Linked DNA regions of Gossypium hirsutum: region 2 is linked to region 1. The links are chromatin contacts, called in public Hi-C maps. All regions are on one chromosome and are shown on one strand. The core of a region is the stretch at or near the end of the contact, and the rest is flanking DNA. Distances in the headings are between cores, read along the strand shown. Region 1 overlaps LOC121213865 (a long non-coding RNA gene). Region 2 holds the start of LOC107922307 (CTP synthase).

The links. A called contact is a pair of places that touch in the nucleus more often than the background predicts.
Region 2: a Hi-C map of petal shows a contact between it and region 1, with 4 times the contacts expected there. The contact joins the promoter of LOC107922307 here to the enhancer-like site in region 1. A contact is called at or near these places in 10 of 34 Hi-C or Micro-C datasets (anther, cotyledon, hypocotyl and 3 more).

What each region holds. Positions count from the first base shown.
Region 1 is chrD01:14,780,154-14,784,700 of Gossypium_hirsutum_v2.1, reverse strand. It overlaps LOC121213865 (a long non-coding RNA gene), which reads right to left. Exons shown (of 2, transcript XR_005909346.1): 2 at 439-4,039. Among protein-coding and RNA genes, the nearest start is that of LOC121213865, 2.9 kb to the right of the region's middle. Within about 2 kb of position 2,485, at least 4 of the 9 cell types and tissues checked have an H3K27ac peak or open chromatin away from gene starts, as enhancers often do. A contact at or near this core is called in cotyledon, where this site is marked.
Region 2 is chrD01:14,832,297-14,836,507 of Gossypium_hirsutum_v2.1, reverse strand. It overlaps LOC107922307 (CTP synthase), which reads left to right and starts at 1,625. Exons shown (of 22, transcript XM_016852283.2): 1 at 1,625-1,835; 2 at 1,974-2,118; 3 at 2,202-2,281; 4 at 2,359-2,445; 5 at 2,530-2,580; 6 at 2,674-2,791; 7 at 2,874-2,930; 8 at 3,032-3,096; 9 at 3,250-3,333; 10 at 3,430-3,480; 11 at 3,563-3,625; 12 at 3,744-3,790; 13 at 3,969-4,038; 14 at 4,126-4,188. The coding sequence starts at 2,001.

The sequences.
Region 1 (4,547 bases), core at 1,236-3,735:
CATACACGTGGATTGCCATGTGTATACTATGTTAACAATTAATTAATTTTTTATAAATATTAAAAATATATTGTATATTTATAAATTTATTAAATTTTATTTTTTAAAATTATATTTTTTGATATTTTTAAAAATTTTAAAAAATTCACTAGTTGTTGACGTGGCAATCCACATGTACGTCACATTAGCAAAGTTAACAAACATTTCTATCCATTTTAAGTTAATTTGACAAAGAATACAAGTTCAAAGGCTAAAAAGGGTGGAAAATTAAAAGGAATGCTAAAATGACTTTTTTTTATAAAGTTGGACAGCTAACTAAGTCATTATGTCTAAATTTAATAAGTAAAATCGTTTTGGTATTTACTAAAAAAATTAAGTTTTGAATATAAATATATCATTTAATAAATATAAATTCAAAAATTAAATATTAAATAAAAATTATAAAAAAGTATATTTTTAATAATATCTAAAATAATAATAAAAGTAATTATTTAAATTATTATGATTACATTATTTATTTAAAGGATATTATATTTTTTTTGTGAGAATAAATAAAATTGCATCAAATCAAATGTTCAAAAACATTACTATCTGTATATTGTTGAACAATATCCAATACTTCATGGGGAGGCTCATCGAAAATCTGTAAGCTTGACTTCCATGTTAGACCGAGTTTAGCCATTCAGTCTGCAACTACATTTTTCTCTCTGGGCACATAACGAATTCACCACTGACCTTCAGAATGCATAGTCCTTTGTACCCTTCTAAGTATCGTGATGCCTGAATCTTCCATCTCCTTTTCAATCAAAGCCTTAATCACTTCTAAATTATCATTCTGAATTGTGGCTCGTTTTTATCCTTTCTTTAGCATAACCAGGACCCCATCAAGAATACCCCATAGTTCTGCCTCAAATGGAGTACAGTTGCCCAAAAAAGTGATTAAAACCCACAATCCAATTACCTTCCATGTCACGTATCGCTCCTCCAGCAGACGCTTTTCCAGTGGCTCTCTCCACAGCACCATCAGAAAAAAGATGAACCCACATTTCCTTAGTATGCCTTTTTTAGTATGGGTTTAAGGAATTGGGTTTGTAAGCATTCTAACTTGACTCAAACTATTGTGCCAGCTCAAAGAAACTCTAATGATTTTGAAGGCATGCCAATTAATGTTTTGGAAAATGAAGAGGTTTCTATTCTTCCAAATTCGTCAGGTAATTATCCCAAAGAGACTCGACCACAACACCCCACGCTCTTGCAAATGCAAATGACAACAAAGGTTAGAAGAAAACCAAATTTGAAAAAGGTCAGAAAAGAACCTGATTTGTTGATCATTTGGATCGATATACATCCACACTTCCTTTGCAGCCACACAATCCCAAAGAACATAGAGAATGTCTTCTATTTCATGGCCACAAATGTAACAAGAGTTGTTGAGACCCAAACCTCGCCTAGTGCGCTCCGAGTTAGTAAGAAATCTTTGCTTATAAGCTAATCAAAGGAAAGTTTGGACTCTTTGAAGGCCTTGATATTTCCAGATGTTCTTCCAAAATGGGTCTTTGGGATTCCAAGACTTTTGTTTTAAAGACCAGAAAGCGTTTCGAACTGAAAAGGAACCTAAAGCTGAAGAAGCCCAAATTATCCTATCTACTCTCGAATTGGGATAGGAGGAGGAATACTAATTATATGTTGAATCAACTCTTCAGGTAACCAACCACGAAATATATCTATATTCCAATATCTATCATGCATGACCATATATTTAAGGGTGCTTTCCATATCCATATTCACGTGAGCAGGGACAAAAGAAAGAAGAGATCTGATTCCTAGGATCCAAGAATTCTTCCAGCAACAAATGCTTGTGCCACTACCCACAGACCAAGCTAAGTTTTCACATAAAAGTGGCCACATCTTAGAAAGAGAGAGCCATAAATGTGACCATTGACTTCTTGCAATAGAATTAGAAAGGTGTTCCTTCAAACCGTATTTTGTGCGAAGCATTCGAACCCATAAAATGTTTTCCTTAGTGATTATGTTGAACCCAATATTCAACAGAAAGGAATTATTGTGATCATGTAAATGTCACAAGCCAAGACCCTCATGAGACATTGGTTGACAAATGAAATCCCACCCAACCAAAGCAAGTTTTAGATGGCCACTAGTAGAACCCCAGATAAATTGTCATACAATCTACTCTATCTCTTCGCAAACTCCTTTTGAAATTAGCGTAGTCTGTATAAAATAATTCGTAATGGTAAGGAGGACAAATTGGGCCAAGATGATCCTTCCAGCAATGGATAATTTCCTTGATTCCCAATTTTGCAGTTTATACCTTACCTTTTCCACTACAAAACTCAAGGTGATTTTCTTGACCCGATCATGAAGAAGAGGTACTCCTAGATAACTCCCAAGGTTTCAAACTTCCTAAAACCCGAAAGTTGATTAATCTGATAACAAATATCCTCTTCAACTCCTTTAGAGAAGTAAATATTGCTTTTCCTTATCTTGTGTTCAGAGAATTCACAGAAGTGATTCAAGATACCTACTGATAAGTGAGCTTGATCTAGCTCCCCCTTGTAGAAAATTACCAAATCATTTGCGAAAAAAAGTGGGATAAAGCAGTCCCCGTTCTTAACAGACGAATTGGACACCACTTACCTTTGTTAATATTTGCACAAATAATATGCCCTAACCACTCCATACATAAAACAAAGAGCTAAGGTGATAATGGGCATCCCTGTCTGATCCCTCTATATAGCTTGAATTTCTAAGTTGGCACTCCATTCCAGAGAATCTGCATAGTCGACAAAGAAATGGCCGTCATAATTACTGAAATAAGAAAATTTGGAATCCCCGCAGCCTGTAACGAAGCACCAATAAAATCCCAACACACTCTGTCATAAGCCTTTTCCAAGTCTAACTTGATCGCCATCTAATTTTTGCCCCTTCCTTTTTTCCGCTTGGAATAGATGACTTCCTAAGCTATAATGACATTATCAGAAATACTTCGTCTAGCAATGAAGTCGGCTTGTTCCTGCGAAATAAGGTTAGGAAACACCATTTTAAATCTATTAGCAATTACTGGCTGAACTTCTCTAGACAGTCTTTCTCTGGAGTAAGAGTATATTTCAATTATGGGTCAATGTTGTTACCATCAAAAACACCTTGAACCCACACACACACTGCATTACCAACGATATCCCATTAACTCTGGAAGAAGTGAGCATGAAAACCATCACTTTCCGGAGCTTTTAGAGGGTTCATGTCAAATAAGGCCTTCTTGATTTCTTCATCAAATATTGCCTTTTCCAAAAACACAATGTCTTGCTCCTTAAGATAAATGAATAAATTGGACGGTAATCCCTTCATGGGCTTTTGGTATTTAACCATAAATTTCTTGAAAAATCTAACTAATTCGGTTTTGAGGATATTCTGATTAGAACACCACTCACCATTATCAATACGTAAAGTTGTGATGCGATTAAATTTCCTCTTTTGGATTGTTCGACTATGGAAAAAGTTGGTATTACAATCCCTAAGCTGAAGCCAATCACACTTAGCTTTTTTCATGATCAAGCAAGTTTTCTAATTCATCAAGAACATCATTCTCTAATTGAAGCAGTCGACTGGAGGCTGAGTGGTCCAAGGCTCTTTGGATATTAAAGAGTGACTTCATAATATTCCTTTTACAAGTACCTATAAAACCGTAAACAGACATATTCCACTCCTTAATGTGATAAGTAAAACCAGAAAGAGAGTTAGCCATATTACCGAAGAAATTCCACTTATCTTTTACAAAAGAAGAAAAATTTGCATGTTTGGTCCAACCAGCAATGAATCTAAAAGGCCTTCCTATAGATGAACGAAAATTCAAATTAGTCCTCAGAAGGATGGGCTTGTGATCAGACTTAATGCACGAAAGGTGAGACACTAGACAATAAGGAAAGGCTGATATCCGAGAATCATTAGCCAGAGCTCGATCAAATCTCTCATATGTTCCCGCTCTTTGCCAAGCAAAGGAAGGGCCAACGTATCCCAAGTCCTACAAATTACATGAATCTATAAAATTGCCAAAGAGGTTACATCTCTTTCCAAAAGAATGAATTTTTTATTATTATTAGGTGATAAAATAGCATTAAAATCACTCATTTAAACAAGGAAAAGGATCATACGGTAAAGCATATTTCAACTCTTCCTAAAGAACTTGTCGTTTCCTCCTGTTTGGACTACCATAAACAAAAGATATAAAAATAGAATTAGGAAAACTGTTACCAGATACACAGAGCAGTATGAATTGTGGGTGATTTTGGATAATTTTAATTTGAATCGAATCCTTCCAACCCACCCAAATTCCTCCTAAAAATCCAATAGCTTCAACACGGTAAGAATTACAAAACCTCAATTTGTCAATGATAAAATTTACATTTTTACCACTAACTCTCAGTTCCAACAAGCACATTATGTCTAGTCCAAATTCTAAATTATATTCCTGAAAAACCTGAATAAATTTACTACTTGTACAACCTTGATAGTTCCACGAGAAAATTGTT
Region 2 (4,211 bases), core at 376-2,875, 53 kb before region 1:
AAATAGATGAGTAGCATTTATGGTTATAAAAGAAATTCCCTTCTCAACCGTCTGATTAAAATGACATAATTAGTGCTTTATTGGCGGTTAACCATACTTTCAATTTTCTTAGTTGAAGCTTCTCATTCTTTCATTTAGGGGACAGCTTTTATGGAGGGTTATTGATTTGGGGACTTAAATTATTAAACCAATTTGAATTTTGATAAACATTTATTGATACTTTTATTTTAAAACTTTATCGATGAATACTTATTTTTGAAGTTAAAAAGATAATAAAGAGGATGTGGTACACTTGATTAAATGTTAATTTCATTTCAATGATCTCGTTTATCATTAAAAATATTTTACTAATGCATTTTTATAATTAAATTTAGGAGAGGAATCACTTACATTAGTTTAGCATTAAAGTAATTTTACATTTTTTTTTGTATGTGTTTGTTGTTGAGTTTGTCAATATAATTATACACATTATGCATGTAAAATTTTGAATTGATTCGATTTCTCTATCACATCGATCTAAATATTGTACATGTTACTATTTATTGAATAATTGAAAGTTTTATACATAAAACAAACCGTTAGAATTTTAATTTATGTCAAACTTGACATACATTATCTATATGAATAGAGTATAAAATATGTATGTTAAATCATTAAAATATTAATAGTACAAAAATATATAAAACTTCTTTATTTTTTTTGAGCAATCTTATTATAGATTCTGATCATATTATTTTTTGTGACATAATGCCTAAAACTACCCAAAATCCCTCCCCAACCCAGAAATAGAAGGATAATGTGATTCAGCGCACTTGAATCCATATTTTCCTGCATTGACGACAATGCTCTTACTAATTGAACTAAAACTTAATCGACAAAACTTTTAAAATTACTTTGATACAAGTGAATTCTTCCCTTTTAAATTTATATAAATTAATTTTATTATTCAAAAATTTTATTCAAATCTTACATATAATAATTTTGAAACTAAATCTATGGATAAATAAATCCAAGTTGAATTGAACTAATTTTTTTTTTTGTCAATTCTCAACTTAACTCAACCCATCTTTTCAATCCAATTGAAACAAGCTAGATTATATATATAAACCTAACCTAGCTCTTCAATAGGTTTAGAGGTAAGACATAGGTGGATGTTATAGGTAGGGGTGTTTAAGAAGTTGGGTCACACGATTAGGAAAAGAATTTTATCCTTTACGAGCTCAATTAGGTTAAGTTTGCTGGATTCAAATTATCCATTTTGAGTAATTTAGTTATAAGTTTTGACCATATATACAATATTTTAAATTATCTATAGTCTCTTTTCAGTTCATAGATAAAGAGATAATGTATTTAAAGGTTCTCCTACATTACCAATCGAATCTAATTTTATTTAGATAAAAATTTATTCTTTTTAATAGTAAAAATATTTCAATAATATAAATAAAAACATTAATAAAATTTCAATTTAAACCAAATTTAAATTTAATAATATTGTATTGTTGAATTCAGATTGAAGTAATCTTTAACTCTCGGATAAATCTAAAAGGAAAAGCATGATTTTGTTTATGTTTATTTATTTTATTGTTTAGGTGTATAAAAAAAAAAGAAATAAAAAGGGTAAGGTCGTGGGTTTTGGGCATAGTTTGTTTCCTTCATTCACTCATTCACCCGCCGCCTTGAACTTGAAAAAGCAAAGAGTCAGAGAGGGAGAAAGGGTGTATTACCATTACATACATTATTATTTATATTTATGTCTCTGATTTTGGTTTTTAGTTTCAATTCCATGCATTGCCGCATTTGACATTCTCATTCCAGCAGACGAGAGGAGAGGAGAGGTCTGTTTTTTTTTTCCTTTTCGCGTAATGCTTTGCTTTGGTATTATAAGAAGAGCAAAGCTTCGGTTGGTTGGCTGGCTGGATATTTTATAAGTATCTTCCTTTGATTCTCCTCTATTTTCATTTCATTTGTTATAGCTGCTGGTGCTACAAAGAGAGAAGAAAATGAAGTACGTGCTGGTTACAGGAGGTGTAGTGAGCGGGCTTGGGAAAGGGGTAACTGCCAGTAGCATCGGCCTTCTTCTCAAATCATGCGGCCTTCGTGTCACTTCCATTAAGATTGGTATTTTCTTTTTCTTCTTCTGCAATTCCGATGGTTTCACTCACTTCTTTCTTTTCACGTTATAATAATATGGTCATCTGCAGATCCTTATCTTAACACCGATGCCGGTACAATGTCTCCTTTTGAGCATGGAGAGGTGTTTGTCCTTGATGATGGCGGCGAGGTTATTTTCTTCTATTTATTTTTACATCCATGTTCGATCGAACCTTGATGATGATGATATCGTACATTTGATTTAAGGTGGACCTCGACCTTGGAAACTATGAGCGCTTTCTAGACATCACATTAACGCGTGAGAATAATATAACAACGGGAAAGATTTATCAGGTCTCTTCGCGTTGCTTTCTTCTTTCTTCCATTCCAATTCAAAAACTCTCTCTTCAATCACCATGCTCCTTCTGTTTTTCACAGTCTGTTATTGACAAGGAGAGAAAGGGAGATTATCTTGGCAAGACTGTGCAGGTCCGTTTTTAAGCTTTCCACTCTTCTATCAACAAAATTTCCTATGCATTGCTACCTTATGATTTCCTAATTTAAGTCTCTTGTCTGCTGTAGGTTGTTCCTCACATTACAGATGAAATCCAAGAGTGGATAGAACGTGCTGCAATGATACCAGTCGATGGAAAGGAAGGTCCTGCTGATGTTTGTGTCATTGAATTGGGTGGAACTATAGGTACATTCACTTCATTTCTGTCTGTTTGTTGCAATTCTTGTTCTTATTTTTTTTTTCTTATTTACCACTTTTCTTTATCCAGGGGATATTGAATCTATGCCATTTATTGAAGCCCTTGGTCAATTCTCATACCGTGTAGGTAAGAATAATGTTCTTCTTCCTTATCTGAATTTTGAATGTTATTTTCTCTCAGATGTTCAACTGGTATGATCATAATTCACTTGATGTTTCTTATTTTAGGCACTGGAAATTTCTGTTTGGTTCATGTCAGCCTTGTGCCTGTTCTCAGTGTTGTCGGTGAGCAGGTATACCTAAAGACTGTGTATCTGTTTATACATCAAATTTTGTAAATTGTATATAGATTATAGATCATGTTCTGAAACTTGTTGCATGTAATCAACTTATAAGCTTGATTTGTGCTATTTCTAATTATCTTTATGACAAATTGAAAATAACAGAAAACAAAGCCTACCCAGCATAGTGTTCGGGGACTTAGAGGACTTGGCTTGACCCCAAATATTCTTGCTTGCCGCAGTACAAAGGTTTAACTGTCATTTCTATTATTCAAATGTATACGCTGGTGCTGGTTTTGCATTTCTTATTAATTTTCACTAAGCTTTTCCTTTTTTTCCCCATAGGCACTTGATGACAATGTCAAGGAAAAACTCTCTCAGTTTTGCCATGTGCCGGTAATACAATATGAATGCTATTTGTCTTTCACATTGCTAAAATCAGTAATTACTGTTATTAAGAAAAATGACCTTTTTCCAGGCAGAAAATATTGTCACTCTTTATGATGTTCCAAATATCTGGCACATACCTTTACTATTGAGAGTAAGTTTTTTTAGAACAGTTTTTTGTTTAGTTTATTGTTGTTTAACTTCTCAAACACAAATTGACTGCAGAATGTCCTTTTGTTATTTATATATATATTTTTTCTGATGATGAATAGGATCAAAAGGCACATGAAGCAATCTTGAAAGGACTGAACCTTCTAGGGTCTGCCTTTGAACCCTATATCCACCCCTCTCTTCTTTCTGCTTTTTCTGTTGCATGATCAATCTCCTCTCCCTTTGTTTTCTCTTTATATCTTTGCTGTGATGGGAGTAATTTTTTATTCTGCAGCATCTGGCTGTGGTTTTCCGGGCATTTATATTTGCGTTTCTATGAATTGCAGGATTGCAAGGGAACCTGACTTAACAGAGTGGACTGCTAGGACCAAAAATTATGACATGCTTCATGATCCTGTGGGTCTCAAGCACCTGTAAATTATGAGTTGTATTTATTTGCTCATGGTGGAATCATAATGTTATTTGCTGTCATTTACATTGCAGGTTAAAATTGCCATGGTTGGAAAATATGTTGGGCTTACAGATTCTTACTTATCCGTTTTAAAGGTGAAACCTTCATTAGTTCTAAA